Linked DNA regions of Zea mays: region 1 is linked to region 2. The links are chromatin contacts, called in public Hi-C maps. All regions are on one chromosome and are shown on one strand. The core of a region is the stretch at or near the end of the contact, and the rest is flanking DNA. Distances in the headings are between cores, read along the strand shown.

The links. Hi-C and Micro-C count contacts between places; a contact is called where the count stands out from the background.
Region 1: a Hi-C map of ear shows a contact between it and region 2, with 1.7 times the contacts expected there. The contact joins the promoter of LOC100280830 here to the enhancer-like site in region 2. A contact is called at or near these places in 2 of 25 Hi-C or Micro-C datasets (ear and endosperm).

Annotation. Positions count from the first base shown.
Region 1 is chr8:16,964,637-16,970,595 of Zm-B73-REFERENCE-NAM-5.0, reverse strand. LOC100280830 (integral membrane protein like) reads left to right here and starts at 1,708. Exons shown (of 8, transcript NM_001399072.1): 1 at 1,708-1,961; 2 at 2,062-2,292. The coding sequence starts at 2,169.
Region 2 is chr8:16,616,195-16,622,518 of Zm-B73-REFERENCE-NAM-5.0, reverse strand. No RefSeq gene overlaps it. Among protein-coding and RNA genes, the nearest start is that of LOC103634846, 47 kb to the right of the region's middle. Within about 2 kb of position 3,203, at least 17 of the 20 cell types and tissues checked have an H3K27ac peak or open chromatin away from gene starts, as enhancers often do. A contact at or near this core is called in ear and endosperm, where this site is marked.

The DNA.
Region 1 (5,959 bases), core at 459-2,958, 350 kb before region 2:
CGCTTTTATACGGACCCGAGCCGGCCCGGCATGAATAAGCGGGCCGGTCCCGAACAGGAAACTAAATCCGGCGGGTTAGCTCGACACGACCCATTTACCTTTAAGCTCGTCAAGGTTGTTTTTTACACTAAATCGTGCTTAACTGCTTGCTTGACCTGTTTTCGGACCTTTTTCCGTGCTTACCATGCCGGCACGACCCATTTAGCCCCGCAGGGGGCCGGACTCGGTAAAGAAAACGAACACACAACTTGGATAGTCCGATCCAATTTTCTAACCGTGCCTGATGGACCGAACCTAAAACGAGTCAAGCTTCATCGAACTCGGATCAGGCCAGACCAGGCCGTGCAGCCCGTTTGGCCATTTCTAGCCGTTACCCATAGATATACGGTGACGACCATATACAATTCTAACACACGACACGAGAGGGTGCTTCGTAGCCCAGGTGGTACTCCCGTACGGTACGGATCACTGCCTTGAGATTCCCACAAACACGCAAGATCCTGGCGCAGTGAGCTGTCGGAGCCTTGAGCAGTTGACACTGAAATTCACGTATACTGTTTCTCGCTGCTGCTAGTGGACTGTTTTGCCACAGCCAAGAGACCAGAGGGGAGCCAGCAGCAAGGACACACCTCTGCCTGTGCTCCATAAACACATACACCTACTTTGTCAAAAAAAAAAAAACATTGCAATTTTTTTTACAAAAGCAACCAAAAGGTCTTTTTTTTTACAAGTTGCAAGCAGCACAAGTGTTACAGCAGCCTATGAGATTAACCCGGTAACTTTCAGGCTTCAGCATCTGTGGAGCTGAAACCGGTGCTGTAATTTCATTTTCACCTTAGAGCGGGCAAGTTTCAAGTGTTAGGGTTAGAACCTAGGTGTCGTTTGATTTACGAAATGTAAAGTAAATAGCAACGGTGGTAACAAGTTTAGATAGTCCGGTATTATTTTATAATGTGGTATCTGATTACGATTCGGTACTAAACAAATATAATATAATGTTATCAATTATCCATCACGTTACAAATATGTGAATCAAACGACACTTTAACACTACTTATTAGTGGACTAGATTTTCTTTCTTTCTTTTTTTTTTCCGGAAAGAGCTTTGGAGTAATTTTCTTTGATTGGTTGTTACCGAGTGAAGGACCAATAAGAGGGCCAATCGTCGGTGTGCCTGCGATTTGTTTAAAATCGAGGGATTTATTAGTATTAATATATTATACACCTACCGAGGTGGCCAGGCCACTAGTGCGCCACCCATAACCACGCTAAAATATTTTATCCACACATAAATCACACACACCAGAATTTGCCGACAATAAGAGATTAGTAGACTACCTGCCAGTCGTAGGAGGCACATAAAGTACAATCACATGTATTTGGACGAATATTATTTGAAACAACGATTGAATCTTGCCAGCACTGCAGCACGTATTTAGGTCTAGTCCACCAAACACCTCATCACCAAACAATATATCAAATCAAACACAAAAATTTACAAATCTCATTAAACACGTGCTAATGAACCTTATATATACACACACAGTACACAGACTCCCTCTCTATTGTTTGTACATTACAGTACACAAAAAAGTCCAAACCAAATCGACCCAAAGAAAACTCCTTGATCGCCCTCAATAAAAAAACTAACTGTATATCTGCCCCTCACAAGCCACCACCAAGTCACCAACCCGAGTCCGATGTATACGCGCGGCAACAATAATATCCTTTCCTTTCTTTTGTATAAAAAACACCCGCCTCCGTCTCCATCTCCGGTGAGCAGGAAGAGGGGGAGGGAGGAGGCCAAGAGCGCAGCGGCGAAGCCATAGCCAAGCTCACCCGATCCAGTCCCTGCCGCTCCCAGCGTGCCACAGCCAGTCCCGCGCTAGCTCAGCTCAGCTCAGATTCACGAGCTCGTCTCCCAGATCCAGCTTCGTCTGGTTGAATTCTCTTCTTTGGAAGTAAATATGTAGTTTTGGCCGGAAAGGCCGGCTCTTGTCTCTCCCTGGTGTTTTTTGCCGCCGTTGCTCGATCGAAATGTGACCTTTTTGCGCTTCGCAGGTGCTGGTGGGCGGCGTGGTTTGGTGCTTTGGGGGCCTGCGTGTTAAGTTTCTGCGTTCTCCGGGCTATCTGCCTGTCTTGCTGCGGCCTGCGGCGGCGGGGTGGAGATGGGGGTGGCCGGGGAGAAGTTCCAGCTGGGGACGGTGGGGGCGCTCAGCCTCTCGGTGGTGTCCTCCGTCTCCATCGTCATCTGCAACAAGGCTCTCATGAGCTCCCTCCGCTTCAACTTTGGTATGAGATCCGCCTGGCTCCTTTCCGTTCTGCTACTGTTTGGCTCTTAGATGCTTCTGCTCCATGTTTTTGCTCGTATGCTGTCTGCTGAGGCGCGAGGGGGTCAAGATTAGTCCAGGCGGATTCAGGGAGCAGTGGGAATTGGTGGGTGCTGCACAAGTGCACGGCAGCCTTTTGCTGTGAATTGGTATCAGGAGACTGGTGCTGCGACAGATTTCACAGTTTCAGGGGCGAGTTTAGATTAGTTTGTGCCTCTAGGGGAGGAATACCTGTGGATCGAATATTTGGTGTTGTGAGTTGGAAAATGAGTGAACTTTGAGTTCATATGATAGGGCTAAGGTGATTTTACTGGAATTAGTTATGCCGTGGAAAAGGGAAGTGATACCAAAATGGTCTCTGTGGTCTTTAGCAGTAAAACATCGTCATACTTTTCCTATTAATTACACATGGATATGTTTTTGCTGTTTGATCTATTTTTGGAATCCGGGCATTAATTTACATGGATATCTTATTATCTTGTTGTTGGTGCCTTTTTGGTCACCAAACACTATAATGAACCGCTTGGCGGTACTTGGCACCTTGGGTTCGGCTCCGCAAGGTGAACAGTAGTGGCGGCCTGCGACAGGTCGCCGGATCGCCTGGTAGTGCCCTCTGCGACGGCGCGGACGGTCCGCGGCCTTGGGCCGGACGGTCCGCGACCTGGGCGCAGGAGCGGTGTCTTCCCTGCGTCACACCGGACGGTCCGCAGCTCTGGGCCGGACGGTCCGCGACCTGGCGACAGGGTCGTCTTCCTCCTCCTTGCTGGAATCTAGATCTCGTCCACTGGGGGAAAAGATCTTAAGGTGCTCCGGGTCGACAGGTCACCCGGGGCGTCCCCAGACGACGTGGAGTCGTCTAGGAATTAAGAGATCAAATCGAGGAAGAGGTCTTAGATGGACAACTAGATCTTGCCCCCCGGGAGGGGTGAGATCCTAGGGTCGTCTTGGGATCGGCAGACCACCCAAGACGGATCTAGACGACGTAGAGTTGACTAGGGGTGGAGGTGGATATGCGGAAGGCTACAACTAGAACTATGCTACATCTACTCCTAGGGCAGGAAAAGTAAGTAAGGTAATTGGTTCGATTGGAATGTGTTCGGGGGTTCTCAATCGGCCGTACCCCTTTATATTTATAGGGGAGGAGGTCTAGACCTTTTCCTAAGAGATAGCAACAAACTCCCACGTGATTAGATGGATAACCACGCACGAGATAAGGATAAACATCCGAGTTAATCTAATCTCGGGACACGCGGACCGTCCGGGCCCATGGGCCGGACCGTCCGCTCATTTTGGTGTCCAACATATGCCCCCCTGCCTTTTGGTGGAGCTTGGCGAACCAAAAGCATCAGCGAAAACTTCGGAAACAATTGACCTCATGAGGTTTTGTTCCCGAAGTAAGGACTCAGCTCGATGCAAGTCATCGGCTCTTGCGATCAGATAATATAAATACTTGATGGGACTTTAATGCACAGAGGCCGTTTCGGATCGCATCCTCTTCGGCCATGTCTACCTGATCAACCTGTCAATAGGCAAAAACTTATGGTGCCACCCAGCCTAAATAAGCAAACGGATTGGGCCAGTAATATAAATTCATCGCCGTACCACCCCACACATGAGCAGGACCACATATCGGCGATGGATAGAACGGGACGCACCATGCTATCCCTGGAGGAGGATGACAAGGCGATCTTGGTTGTGCTACCCTTTGGGTCCGTTTAGTCAGCTTTTGCTTTCGCACAGGTCGCCCTTTTGACTTCGTTTGTTTTATTGGTCGGTTGTGTGGAACGGCCTTCTTCATATATTTGGCAAGCAACTGACTAAAAGTAGGGCCGACTCTACTGAGTCGTCCAGACGTCTTAGTAGTGTTTTGTTTCCTAACACTTGTGTTGGAACGTTGTGGTCCGATGGTCTGAGGTTGCTGCTTCTGACCATCTGCGGACCGTCCGGCCATCATAGCCGGACTGTCCGCGCCTGTCTCGGACTGTTCGACCTTAGTACCCGGATCGTCCAGCGTACGCAGGACAGGTGACCGTGATCGGGTGTCCGATCGTGCTTGCCCCCCGGTGCCTTCGGTCTTCCTTTTGTCCGGAGCCTTCAGAGTAACCATTCTGCGTGACATATTTGGTGTGCGAGGATCACCAATGACGATATTTTTATTTTTACTTTTATCGGCCGCACAAGGCCGAATTATGGCCTTTTTGCTCGTTGGCTGTAATGTGGTGACAGGAACAGGTGGCCTGTCACTTTTCACCTCTTTTTGAAACCTCAACCGGCCTTCGTTTATAGCCGATTGTATTTGCCGACGGAAGACGGCACAATCATTGGTGTTATGGAGAAAGGAGCCATGCCATTTGCAATAAACGCGCCCTTTTAATTGTTCAACCGGAGGAATTACATGTGACAATTTAATATTACCATGTTTAAGCAACTCATCAAATATTTTATCACATTTAGTAATATCGAATGTGAACTTAACTTTTTCCTTTTGTGTCGAGTGCGGGTGAGAGCGAACATAAGGTTTGGCCTTAGTGGGCCAAACAAGCTTAGGGACATGTGACTTTTTTGGTTCTTGGGGCTTGGGTGGCCGGTTATATTTATGTCGGCCTTCCGCACTAGGTGGATCACAGGTGACTTCTGGTGCTTCGGACGGTCCGACCTGCACGGTCGGATGGTCTGCGGGTGGATCGGACGGTCCGGTACTATCCTCGGATTGTCCGGTCACGTTAGGCAACACCTGTGACCCTTGTGGTGGGCTCTGTGTAACTCCGGACTGTACGACGTAGGGTGCCGGACGGTCTGACGGAGGGCCGGACGGTCCACTATTGTGTGCGGACGGTCCGGCCACGCTCAGAGTTGACTCACCATTTAGCGAAGATGGTGGTGACGGTCGTCCTGGATATGAGTCCATCGGCATACCAGAGTATGGCTGGGGAAACCCATTTGTTGCCGATGTGTTTGGCGCAATTATTTTGGCGCCTAATTTATGTGATAAAAAATTAGGCATGTGAGTTTTTTCTAATGCATGCGCCATCCTTTCTATATCCTCCGTGATACTTTTAATCCGATTATCAAAAGAAATTTTAATAAATGGAATATCATCGGCTGACCTGGCATCACCTATCGTGGGGAGCTGTTGCAGCACGGCTGACATGTACTCGACGTTTATCTCCCTCTCTTGGACGGCCTTCTGGTGGCAATCTACCCTGAAGTGCGAGAGGAACCACTTATCCGCCACCTTGAGCACCTGATCTGCTTGTCGCTGGACCTCCTCGTCTATTTTTTTCATGTCATCTTTTAATCTTTCACGCTCAGCGACCGATAAATTAGTCAGCCTTATGCTGATGTTTGGAGAAGCCCTGTTGAGATCTTTAGAATCGGCCATATAAGCCTGATTTTGTAGATCTTCAACCTCGTCCCCAGCGGAGTCGCCAAAAGTATGTTGGTGCCTTTTTGGTCACCAAACACTATAATGAACCGCTTGGCGGTACTTGGCACCTTGGGTTCGGCTCCGCAAGGTGAACAGTAGTGGCGGCCTGCGACAGGTCGCCGGATCGCCTGGTAGTGCCCTCTGCGACGGCGCGGACGGTCCGCGGCCTTGGGCCGGACGGTCCGCGACCTGGGCGCAGGAG
Region 2 (6,324 bases), core at 1,954-4,453:
TGGCGCTCGCAGTGGAGTGCGGCATGGCAAGGGTTCACGAAACCATTGGAAGTCGATCTGACGGCTAAAAACGTCGAGGGCGACATGGCCGCGTGCCAGTCGAGCATGTCGACCAAAATTTGGAGGCACGAGAAATCAGGGTCAGGTTTTAATAAAAGAGACTAACAAAGTGTCTGTAAATTGATGTGGTTTCCAATTAAGTTTATGTTTAACTATAAAATATGAAACATAAAAAAATATGTGTTATGTTGGCTATATAGATGTCAATATGGATTTAGAGCCAACAATCATGGTTTTAATCCTCATTTGTACATAATTTTAGCATTTTTACAATTTAAATGTATAGACACAACAATGGTAGAAACTAGAACCAAAAAAACTATTGCTTAGAGTAGAGAAAAAGAAGAGATGACATGATCGATTCTTTTCAAGCCTTTTGAAATTTTAGGCCCAGTTTGGCGCTGCTCCTAGCTCCAGCGTCTCGTTGAGAATCTGCGGATTTCTGCGAGATAGTCAAAAATGGCCCAAATCCTGTCAGATATCCATGAGCTTCACTTTTTTATACAAGACGTAGAGCGGAAACCCCCACCCTCCAGTCTCCATCGCTTCATCCTGCTCTCCACTAAAACTTTCCCATCTATTTTAAGGTTACATGTCTACAATTCACAGTTTGACACTGCCATAAAACCCCAACCCTTCCTCCCCTTGCATGGACGAGTTATTGTTCCCGTCCCACACCTTTTTCCTTTAGATTGGTTGTCGCCTTGCCAGTACCATCTCATCTTAGGCTACTATATGCATTGACTTTATCTGAGCTTTTATTTGATTGACTGTACGTGTGAGATGCGGACTACATGAGTGGATGCAAAATAAGTTATGTTAAAGCCATTAGCTTGCATCGCACATACGCTCAAAATTATCGTATCCGACTGGCCAGGACGGCACCAGCCTGCGCGTCCACGCGCAACCATCCAATCAGATTCTCTATTTCATTGGTTGTGTTATAGTGGAGATAAATGAGTTGGCCTTGAAACTCTTCCCTGTTGTCACTATCATAGAGTTGAAGTTCGCCACCCGCGGGACACGCACCATGCTCGCACTTGGAGATAGTGGGCCGACGCGGCTGGTGATGGCCGCCGAGCAGGGCGAGCTCGCGCCCCCGTGTGCCAAGGTCAACCGCCACCATGGTTGCCTCGAGCATCTGCCGGCGCATCTGCCGCACTCTCTGCCGTGCAAGGAAGCCACGAAAAGCAGCTTGTAGGACCACAGCCACTGACGCCTGGAGTCATGCGAACGACGCCAGTTGTCACTCATGTTGCATTGTTGCTTTGATTTGCAACAACCCATGTTCCACCACCAGGAGCGAGGACCACAAGTTGTCACACCCGGATTTAAGGGATAAAGCCGGGTGCGTCTCATATGTGCGCCAAAGAAGAACATCACATATAATGACAAAGTGTATGGATATAATTGTCACAAATATCATAATTGTCATTATTACATAGCGGAAGTCTTACAAAAATAAATGATAATAGTAAAGCGAACTAAATATTATTCCCTGGCGCCACAAAGCTGACTAGGAGATGCCACCTAGATCAACTTGTATTCTTCATTGTAGGGCGGCTCCTCTTGGACCACCTGCTCTTCACTTGTGGGGGGTTTATATATCGCAAGAGTGAGCTCACAAAAGATCATAGCTCAACAAGTTGTGGGGAATAATGTCCATGAACTCACTAAAGGTGGGAGCTCATGTGAAGTGTAAGGCTGATCAATAAATAAGGGTTAAAGTTGAGCATGGCTTTTAGAAGTTGGTCAAATTTTATTAGCAGTTACTAAATGTTAGTAAATACCAAACCAGAGTAATAGTAGAACAAAATTGATAATAAACCACAATGCGATGGAAATTACAAATTGAATTTAATTCCATAAATTAATCATGTGAGGGTCCAAGCCGCTCATGACCGTGAGCACGGCTGATATACCAATTTTACACTCTGTAGAGGTTGCGCATCTTTACCCACAATTCATGTTACCCATCTGCCAAGGGATCATGACTCCCATAGACCTCTACCAAGGAAGCGAGGCAGGGTAACACTACGAGGCCTTTACAAAGTTTCACTAGCTTCAGAAAGCCGCTACAATTTTTAGGAAGCTCCAATGCAGGGATCCTTCGCCTGACCGTCATCGCAGCAAAATCAACCCAAGGACCTCCCTAAACTGACCACTCCCCTATTGCCCTTGCTCCTTTCGGGTAAGGTAGTCCTCCACTAGCTTTCCTAATTAGTCAGCCAAGGGCGTCCCATACCACCCTTGTGGTAGCACTGTTTTCCCGGGTGATCGCTCCATGTTCCAATTAACATAATGATCTTATCATAAACAGTAAATAACAAACTGATAATAAAAGTATGATAATAAATAATGTGTATCTTCATAACCAAAACCATATAAAGCAATAGCAGGTACTACCCAAAAATTCAGTGGTAAACAAGGTATAAAGATAGCCAAACTAGGTTAACTTATTGGGTCCCATCAAAATTAACATATGTGGATCATTATGATTAATAAGAATATTATTGGGTAAAAGAAGTGATTAAGGGTACAACTTGCCTTCAACGAGCTCCTGCTCAGCAGTCTCCACCTGCTGAACCCCCGGATCCTCAGTAGCTGGCTCGTCTACTCGCATCAATACAAACAAACATGGTATAGCAGAAATTAACATCACACCAAACAGTAGAACAGAATGCATGATAATATTCTACGCGACGTAACGAGATCGTAGGAACAAGAATCACTAAATTCGGAGTTACGGTTATCTAGTTATGAATTTCTGATGTTATTTAGTGCCTAATATAGAATAATTCAAGTGAATAATTGTAATACAAGTTTCATAGCTAAATAGAGTTACTAGTTGATAGACAACGTTAATACAAAATTAATGCCACTAGAATGGATTAAAAAGGATTTTAAATGAGTTTTATATGAATTAAATGAGTTTCTGGAATTATTTATATACTAAAAGTTTATTTTCTATAATTAACTATCTGTTTTCTTTGCTCACTGGACTGCGTGCCAAATACCAAAGAATTCAGGGGCTAATTCGAAAGATCCTCAGGACTCTAGCTACACCCGCATGAGGACTGTGGGTTAGTTATGTAAAAGCCCAAGGTCTCTTATGTAAAACTCTATGTCGAAGGGTTATCGGGCGACCGGGGCCATCCGATCAAATTTCAATGCGCCAGATTAGATTTAAACTACCCCTGAAGCGTTATGTGGAGATGGTCGTCGGATCTAGGATCGACGAGTGTCGCAAAAATGCGTGTGATTAGATCTCGACTGCTACCCTATGATCTAACGGTCCGGATAGAATTCAGCACAAAGTGTTTCATTGAGTTAATCATGGCCATCCACCCAAGGATCTATGTCACGCGCCGCGCCAAGGTTCTTCCCTGTTCACAATCATCCCCCAACCTGACGGCGCAACACCGCCGCAGCGCCATTGCCGGCACACCCAGACTCCCCTCTCCGATCGCCATTCTCCGAGCGATTAAGTGCTACCCTATGCGGGGTAGGCCACGATGCAGATGAGATGAGTACTGATCGACGGAGACAACCCATGCAAGGCGGCCACGACGACCCACGGAAGAACTCGAAGGAAAATACTCTAGTAATGAATTCGCCGCGCTCCGACCACCAATTCCGCACGCGGAGGCTTTGATTACACTCGCGGCACCCAGATGAGCCCCCTCAGCCACACTACCGCGAGTCGAAGCGACAATGGGTGGAAGCGGCGACTACACCACGATGATGTCCCTCACGGCACTCTCGGCGCGGTCGATTAGGCCCCCAACTACGTAGGCGGCGGCAAATTTGGGGCCAGTAGTTAGCTTGAGAAGACCCGCAACAGGTTTTTTTATACACGAAATTGAATGGGTTCAACTGATTCCGAAATTGCCGCGCTACACGAGCTCCCTCTCCCTCTGTGGACTTCGGCGGTCGACGAACAACCAGCTGATGAGGGGGCCCCAGTAGCAGAGCAACGACTGCGATTAATAAGCACCAGTCAGCTGACTCGGCGGCCCCACATCACAGTGGCACCCCTAAGCAAAAGGTGCCAGGCCTCGCGCGCCCATGGCTTGATGGGCCGAGGAGAGTGGATTTGGCCCATCCCACGTTTCTCTTTTTTTCTCCTTTTTCTTTTCTCTTTTTTTTGTATCCCAAGTTTAAATCCAAATTTGATTGTGAACTTTGGATTTTTAGGTTAAATATTCAAATTGAAAATGTCAGTATGAGAAGGCACATTTATGTATATATTTTTTTCTTTATTTTCATTTAGGATTTTCCTTTATCCCTTCTCTTTTCTTTTCCATTTTCAAACCCTAATCTCCATTTAGGCTTCAATTCATTTCCTTATTACTATATTTTGATTAATAGTGTTGCTATTATATGCATAGGCAACAAAACTCCAACATGATGCACATTTTATTGAGCTATTATTTATTTTAAACATGTCTTCTAATAATTCTTATGAATGAGAATGCATTACACATAAATTTTTATTCCTTTCTTTAGTTTCCAAAGTTGGGTATTACATAAATCCACCATCGATGGAGATGGTGATGGCTGAGTCGTGGCTTCCCCAAGTAGCGTCGTCCATGGGGACGGAGACGCCGTCAGCGAAGATGATGTGACAAAATTTGTTGTTGCCCCTACAGATGGGTACGTCGGCGTCCAAGACGTGGTGACAAAATTGGCAGACGATGCTACCCAAGGAGATGGGGACGTCGGTTGCCAGGACGACGTGATAAAGGTGCCATGCGGCGTAGCCCATGGAGATGGGGATGCCAGTTGCCAGGACGACGCCGCGAAATTGGCAGCAGAAGCCATAGGATTGGATGGAAACCCAAACTATCTATCGTGGTTTCAGAAACTGGGGGACAATAGATTTGTGTTCGGTGGGGATGCAAGCGCGGACTCACTCTAAATGGTGGATCACGGTGACACGAGTAAGGAACTGAGACACGGGGTTTATACTGGTTCAGGCTTTCGCCCTAGTCCAGTGCACCTAGTCCAGTGCAGTGCTGATCGTAGTATTGCTTTGAGGCGTATTTGAGAGCACCTAGAGGGGGGTGAATAGGTGATCCTGTAAAACTTGAAACTTAAGCCACAAAAACTTGGTTAAGTGTTAGCACAATAATCTCCAAGTGGCTAGAGAGGAGTCTCAACAAAACACAATAACCACAAAGATATCAATCACAGAGATGGCACGGTGGTTATCCCGTGGTTCGGTCAAGACCAACGCTTGCCTACTCCACGTTGTGGCGTCCCAACGGACGAGGGTTGCAATCAACCCCTCTCAAGCGGTCCAAAGACCCACTTGAATACCACGGTGTTTTGCTTTGCTTTTCTTAATCCCGTTCGCGCGGAATCTCCACAACTTGGAGCCTCTCGCCCTTACACTTGAAGTTCACAAAGAAGCACGGAGTAAGGGAGGGATGAGCAACACACACAAGACACAAAATCAGAATGTCAACACGCACACAAGTCGCAACAAGAGCTCACAACACAACCCGACGAGTTCACAACTCAACTAGAGCTCTAGATGCTATCACGAAGAAACAAATGCGTGGAATCAAAGTCTTGGTGCTTAGGAATGCTTTGAGTATATTTGGTTGTCTCCTCCATGCGCCTAGGGGTCCTTTTTATAGCCCCAAGGCAGCTAGGAGCCGTTGAGAGCATTCCAGGAAGGCTGATCTTGCCTTCTGTCGCCTGGCGCACCGGACAGTCCGGTGCACCATCGGACACTGTCCGGTGCGGATATCCTTCCTTATTTGGCGAAGCCGACCGTTGGGGTTAGAGAGCCGTTGGCGCACCGGACACTGTCCGGTGCACATCGGACAGTCTGGTGCCTCCTTCTAGCCGTTGGCTCGGCCACGTGTCCCGCGCAGATCGTGCGGCCGACCGTTGGCCCGGTCGACCGTTGGCTCACCGGACAGTCCGGTGCACACCGGACAGTCCGGTGAATTATAGCCGTACGCTGTTAATTCCTTCCCGAGAGCGGCAAGTTCGCCTGAGCCAGCCTGGCACACCGAACACTGTCCGGTGCGCCACCGGACGTTGTCCGGTGCACCGCCGGACAGTCCGGTGCACCCAGACCGAGCTGACTTTGGCTGAACAGAGTCATCTCATTTCCAATTCATTCTTTCCTGTTTCCAACACTTAGACACAATATATTAGTCCATAAAACAATGTACTAAGTCTAGAAACATACCTTTTGACATGATTTGCACTTTGTTCACCGCATTGCATAGATCAACACAAAAGCAC